Linked DNA regions of Mus musculus: region 2 is linked to region 1. Evidence: chromatin contacts called from public promoter capture Hi-C data. All regions are on one chromosome and are shown on one strand. The core of a region is the stretch at or near the end of the contact, and the rest is flanking DNA. Distances in the headings are between cores, read along the strand shown. Region 1 holds the start of A4galt (alpha 1,4-galactosyltransferase). Region 2 holds the start of Mcat (malonyl CoA:ACP acyltransferase (mitochondrial)).

The links. Capture Hi-C pulls out chosen DNA fragments and counts their contacts.
Region 2: a contact with region 1 is called in a promoter capture Hi-C map of adipose tissue. The contact joins the promoter of Mcat here to the promoter of A4galt in region 1. A contact is called at or near these places in 2 of 484 Hi-C or Micro-C datasets (B cells and embryonic stem cells), 5 of 115 datasets of contacts at active chromatin or transcription factors (bone marrow-derived macrophages, embryonic stem cells, pancreatic cancer cells and 1 more) and 3 of 9 other capture datasets (adipose tissue, liver and pancreatic islet).

The regions. Positions count from the first base shown.
Region 1 is chr15:83,249,966-83,253,296 of GRCm38.p6, reverse strand. A4galt (alpha 1,4-galactosyltransferase) reads left to right here and starts at 1,568. Exons shown (of 3, transcript NM_001004150.4): 1 at 1,568-1,597.
Region 2 is chr15:83,554,121-83,557,451 of GRCm38.p6, reverse strand. Mcat (malonyl CoA:ACP acyltransferase (mitochondrial)) reads left to right here and starts at 1,741. Exons shown (of 4, transcript NM_001030014.2): 1 at 1,741-2,181. The coding sequence starts at 1,765.

The DNA of each region.
Region 1 (3,331 bases), core at 319-2,818:
AAAAAGAAAAGAAAAACTTTCTTTGCTTCTGGATTCGAAGGCTCTCTCCCTTCAAGATCCTATAGTGGCAGCCTGCGGTCATGACACTGAAACGCTGCTAATATAGTTTATCTGAAGAACAGTGTATCTCGGCACCTGTGTGCATCCATCACACTAAGAATTAAGTTTTGTTTTTTTTTTTTTTTACTTATGAGTACATCTGTGTAGCTGTGTGGGTGCAGGTACCCTCAGAATCTGGAAGAAGACGTGAGATTCTCTGGAGCTGGAGTTACAGGCAATTGTAAACCTTCTGGTGTGGGCTTTAGGAATCCAACTCGGCTCCCCGTGAAGAGCAGCAATTGCTCTTAACTGCGGAAGGGTCTTCAACACAATACCATTCATTATCCAATACTCTGTAGCCTTGGCTTGGCCTAAAAAGCTCTATATAAATCAGGCTGGCCTCGAACTCTCAGAAACCTGCCTGCCTCCCAAATGCAGGGATTGAAAAGAAATGCACCACCACGGCTGGCAGGGCTCCTTGTTTGAGTTTTAAGATGAGCAAAGTCTGTTATCCCAGCATTTGGGAGGCGAAAGCCAGAGGGGTTGTCACAAGTTTGAGGCCACTGTGGTTTACAAGAAAGCCGTGGGCTAGAATGAGAAGCAGTCTGGCAAAGCCAAACCAAAAAAATCAAACCTGGGAGTGATGAGCACTAATGGGAATGGCCCGCGAAGAGGCAAGAGGGGCAGGAGCAGCAACGGCTAGCAGCTGGAGGCTGGGGATCTCCTGGAAAACGAGAAAGGGTGGGCATAGCCAAGAGCTAGGTAGTTGTCAGCAGTGGGGTGAAGGGGTGAGAATTTTCCACAGATTCGCTTTTACAAAGCCTGTTTACCCAGGCTGTTCTCAGGGTTGGGATAGGGTGTTTCCATTTTCTCAGCGGCCTGGACACAGGTTTGTATGGTGAGAGAGATGAAGCAGGGCAGGCAGCGAGGGCACGTTGGCATCTAGCCCGAGAGGAGAGCTGGCGGGGGAAATCGCCACTAGGGAACACCATGCCGTGGGCCCGGCCCTTCCTTGGGTCACAGCAGGCCAGAGCAGGGAGTGAGGAGTACTTGGAACAGACGCTGCTGGGCAGTGGCGTCAGGATGACTCAAGTCTCAGATGTCGCCCCTTCTCAACTGCACAACATTTATGTAATTAACCAAACCGCTTCGAGCCTGGCTTTTTATTTTTTTTTCCATCTGTTAAATGGAAAAAAATAGAGCCATGGGTAGGGGATTCATCCCTGTCTTGGAGGAGTGACTTGGGAGGCTGAGGCAGGAGGATTGCTAGCTCTGGGGCAGAAGGGCTGGAGAGAGAAACGGAAGGTTTAGAATAGGATTGTGACTAGTGAGGTGTGGGTGGCCGGGAGGCGGCTCACACCTGTTGGCTACTGGCTATTGATGACTCAGGTCGTGCCCACCCCCATTTCTAGACAGGACTAGCTGCAGGCGGAGAGGGACCCGTGGGGCAGAAACGCCAGACCCCGCCCAGGGCTGGAGGGGCGGCGCTCCTGTCCGCTGGGCTCAAGCCACCGCCCTCCAGGGCCGCAGTAGCCGCCCGCCGACGCGGGAGCCGGAGGTACCTGGATCTCAGGGACAGGGCAGCGGGCAGGGGGATCTCGTTGGGATCCGGGGCGCCCCTGTTCTAGGCTGGAAAGGGAGGTGAGCTGCAAGACATCAGGGACCCGGGTCCCCGCCTGGCCACCTGTTCTACAGGCGACAATGGTGCGGGCACCAGTTCCGCGCCGTGGTCCCTCAGCTGCCGCCCGCACCGGTCTGCGCCCCGAAGTTGAGCGCGGCGCGGCGCGAGCTAGTCTGGGGCCGGCTAGGATCCCGCAATTCCTTCCCGCAGCCCAGGAGGCCCTCGGAGGGCGAGGTTCACGGGGGAGGGGGACGACTGGGAATCCGAAGTCCAGATCCCAAAGCGCTGCTCGGCGACGTTGGGCGTGCTCTGGGAGGTCGCGGCGGGGCGCATCCCGGAGAGGAATGGAATGCCGCGCGCTGCAGGGAGGGCTTCGGGTTGGGAGTTGGCTCTGGGCTTTCTGGATGCTCCGGCTTCGGACCTGCACCGGGAAGGGTCTTCAGGTGCAGGGGGTAGCCTGGGAAAAGCGGGGGAGCAAGGGAAGCCAGCATGGAGTCGCGAGACCCAGGGCTCGGTCCCGGATCAGCACGCTCGCGCTTCTCCCCTTCTTCCGATGAGAACAGTTGAGGTATGGGACTGGAAGCCGAATAGGGTTGGAAGAGGCTGCGCCTGGGAGATTTACCCTATCCACTCCTTTTCACTGTTAGGGCGAGCCCCCTTGCCTCAATGTCTTCGTATGTCATCTGGGGCTAGAAGTTCTTTTCATCTCCTTGGCAGAGTCCACTGAGTCTCTAGCCCGCTGGAGATTAAAAGTATCCTTTCCATCTCTACTCTGTCACATCCATAGCAATCCAGCTGCTGCAACCCCAGCCGGTTCCGAAGTGACACCCTCCGGCTCCCCGTCACCCCACTCCACCCCCTCTTTGACCTTTCTCCTCCCTAAGAATGGGGACTCCAATAAAGCAGAGCTGCCCTCCACTCGCACTCCCCTAGTCTCTGGCATTCAGCAGCAGAAATCTTTCCCATAAAGGAAAGTCCTCAAACGAAAGACCAAAAAATTCACAGGAACTCAGCCTCCCGGTTTTATTTGTTTGTTTGTTTTGTTTTGAAAACGCTTCTTCAATGCCTCAAGGGCTGGTCCCTGCCTGGACAGCTCAAGGGTCGCTGCGACCTATTAAACAATTCTGTAGAGTTTGCTTTGTTTCTTTGAAACAATTAAGGCTCTGCAGCTGTCTATATTGACAAGGATTAGTCCCAGAGAAAGGTTGTTCACTCATGGGAGAAGTGATGAATATCCCAGGGTGTGGGCAGGGTTGCTTGAATCTCTAGAGGCGACTGTGACCCACCATATCACCCCAAAACAGCCTGGTCTTAGAGGTGGAGGTGGAAGGCGAGGAGCAGTCCAGACCTTCAATGACCTCAAGTAACAGCTTTACTACTGAGCCGCCTCAACTGCCCTGGTTTTTGTTGTATAATGAAAGCATTTGGTTCTTTTAGATACTGTTACCCTTTGTTTTGAGACAGGGTCTCACTGTGTAGCTCTCACTGCCCTGGAATACTGTATACACCAGGCTGGTCTCCAACTCAGAGATCTGCCTGCCTCTGCCTCCAGGGTGCTGGAATTTTTTTTTTTTTTTTTTTTTGGTTTTTCGAGACAGGGTTTCTCTGTATAGCCCTGGCTGTCCTGGAACTCACTCTGGAGACCAGGCTGGCCTCGAACTCAGAAATCCG
Region 2 (3,331 bases), core at 492-2,991, 300 kb before region 1:
AAAATAAGAAAACAAGACTGAACAGCCTGAAAGCCTGAAACACTTATTTGATTTTCTTCAAACTCAGTGAAATATGTTTGATGATGTGGAGTACTGAGAGGCACATCCTCTCTGATACATCAAATTCCTATATTGAGCCTTAATCCCCAGGGTGAAGGCATTTAGAGGAATCTAGAGGACACCTGGAGGGTCAGGGTGATTAAGTAGAGGTGGGACCTTCATGAATTAGATGAATACCCTTATTAGAAAACACCCCCCCCATCTATCATGTGGGGATATTAATAGTTTTTCCCCACTGATGAAATAATCCAACTCAAGCCCAATTAAAAGTATAAAAGCTGGTTTATTGTGGGCAGCTCTCGAACAGGTTCACCGGTCTCAGAAAACGAGGCCAGGGAAATCGCCATGTAGACAGGGAGGCAAAGATGGGGGAGCAGAAAGAGAAAGAGGAAACATTCTGAACAAAGAGGGAATGCAAAGACGGAGAGAGCTGGGGTGGCTGTAACACACCTGGCACAGCTGGCTAAGGCCGGTAATGAGGTAAGCAGTTGCTAGGTCCCTGAGTGAAGGCCAGTGGAACTGCCTGTATACTAACAGAGTTAGGGCTAGGGCACCCGGGTTTGGATACAGAAGAGTTAGTTATCTGCAAGCCATGAAACAGATTCTTTCCAGACACTGAATCTGCAAGTGCTGAGCTTGATCTTGGACTTTTCAGCCTCAAGAACTCTGACATATAATTTCGATTATTAAGCCCTTAAGTCTATGGCATTGGTATGCCAGCCAGAGCAAACTGAGACATACCTCCAAATAGATCTTCTCATTGTAAAGGCTGTGGTGAGTATTGAGGTGGGGGCGGGGATGGATTTCCTGGGCACCTTAGCAGAGACTGGCAGGAAATGAGAACAGATCAGAGTTCTGGAAAAGGGGTGCAGGGCTCAGGTAAGGATCAGTGTGACCCAGACTCACAATAGCTCTCAGAGACTGCATAAGCACAACTTCCAGTGCCATTCTGTGACTAACCATATAGTACACAATCTTTACGACGTTTGTCTCCTTGTTTGTAAACTGAGGATTTATTTATTTATTGAGACAGAGCTTCTCTGAGTGTGTGTGTGTATGTTTGTTTGAGTGTGTGTGTGTATGTGTTTGTTTGTTTGTTTGTTGAGATAGGGTTTCTCTGAGTAGCCCTGGCTGTCCTGGAACTGCTCTGTGGACGATGCTGGCCTCGAACTCAGATCCGCCTGCCTCTGCCTTCAAAATGCTGGAATTAAAGGTGCGCCACTACCACTCGGCTATAAACTGTGGAATTTAAAAAGCGAATCTGACTTGTACTTGGTTCCACCGCACGGAGATTTACTAGCTTCCTATTATGATTTGGACACCTCGCTGTGCTTTGTAGGCAACAAGAACTATTTGCTTAGTACGGTTGGCAGAATCATGGGCAAAACCAAGCCAACCACAGCACTTTCACGGTCTACTGGACGGTGGTGCACAATTTAGTACGTAGATACCTATTGAAGGCTCACTATGGAAGCTATCTGCGGTTCCTGGTTGGAGATGTTTAAGGAAACGCACGGACCACTCCAGGACCGACATGCAACTGCAAATAGTTTGAGAGCTGGTAAAGATGAGTAGGTAACATAGGAACGTTTTTTTACTGGCTGCCTAGATGACCCGACAGGAAATACAGGAAGGACCGCCCCGCTGCGCAGCCGCAGTGCGTCTCAGCCGCAGCGATAACGACCACCGGCTCTGCGCGTCGCAATGAGCGCTCGGGTAGCTCGGGCCGGGTGGGCCTGGCGCTCCTGGGGCCGCCGCGCCGCCTCGAGCCTCCGGGAGCCGCCGCCGGACGCCGTGGACGTGGCGGAGCTGCTGCGGGACTCCAGCGTGGCCGAGGAGGGAGCCCAGGAGGCGGTGGCGCGGCGGCGGCCACCTTCACAGTGCTCCGTGTTGCTCTTCCCCGGCCAGGGCTGCCAGGCGGTCGGCATGGGCAGCGGCCTGCTCCACCTCCCGCGTGTGCGGCAGCTCTACGAGGCCGCGCACCGGGTACTGGGCTACGATCTGCTGGAGCTGTGCCTGCGGGGGCCCCAGGAGGACCTGGACCGCACAGTGCATTGCCAGCCCGCCGTCTTTGTGGCTTCACTGGCCGCCGTGGAGAAGCTACATCATCTGCAGCCGGCGGTGAGCCGAGGAGCGAGCGCCGGACCCCGCCTTCTGGGTCTCAGGGTTCCTCAGTCTGGTTCTTATTGGTCCCCAATCTGGTCCTCGTTGATAGTATTCTAGACGCACTGCACAAAATGAGGATCCCTGCTCCAGGGGAGTTTGCATCTTAGACGACACAGACACTTCACACTTAATGCACCGAGTTAACATATCACATTAAAGATGAATGCGTTGGGCTAGAGGATCTTGGTTCGGTTCCTAGCACTCATGTGGTAGGTTCACAACCATCCATAACTCCAGTTCCATGGGATCTGATGCTATTTTATGGCCTCTGCGGGTATCAGGTATGTGCACCATGTGCACAAAACATATAAACAGGCAAAACATTCAAACACATAAATTGCTTTATTTTGGTTTTTTTCTAGACAAGGTTTTTCTGTGTAACAGCCCTGTATATCTTGAACTCGCTTTGTACACCATACTGGCCTCAAACTCGCGGAGATCCTTTTGCCTCTGCCTACCAAGTGCTGAGACCAAAGGCATGTGCCACCACACCTGGCCACACACATAAATTTTTTAAAAAGGATTTATTTATTTATTTAATGTATGTGAGTACACTGTAGCTGTACAGATGGTTGTGAGCCTTCATATGGTTGTTGAAAATTGAATTTAGGACCTCTGCTGGCTCCAGTTGGCCCTGCTCGCTCTGGCCCAAGGATCTATTTATTATTATAAATAAGTACACTGTAGCTGTCTTCAGACACACCAGAAGAGGGTGTCAGATCTCATTAATGGTGGTTGTGAGCCACCATGTGGTTGCTGGAATTTGACCTCAGGGCCTTCAGAAGAACAGTCAGTGCTCTTACCTGCTGAGCCATCTCACCAGCCCCCACATAATTTTTTTTTTTTTTTTAATTTTTGAGAGGCTGGAGAGATTGCTCAGTGGTTAAGAGCACTGACTGTTCTTCCAGAGGATCCTGGTTCAATTCTCAGCATTCACATGACAGTTCACAACTGTCTATAACTCCAGTTACAGGAGATCTGGCACCCTCACACTGACATATATGTAATTAAAATACAATGCACATAAAAAGATTTTTTAAAAATTTGAAGATATGTGTCAGAGAAAGAAATACACAGTAGGGTAAGGGACTGTGATTTTAGATGA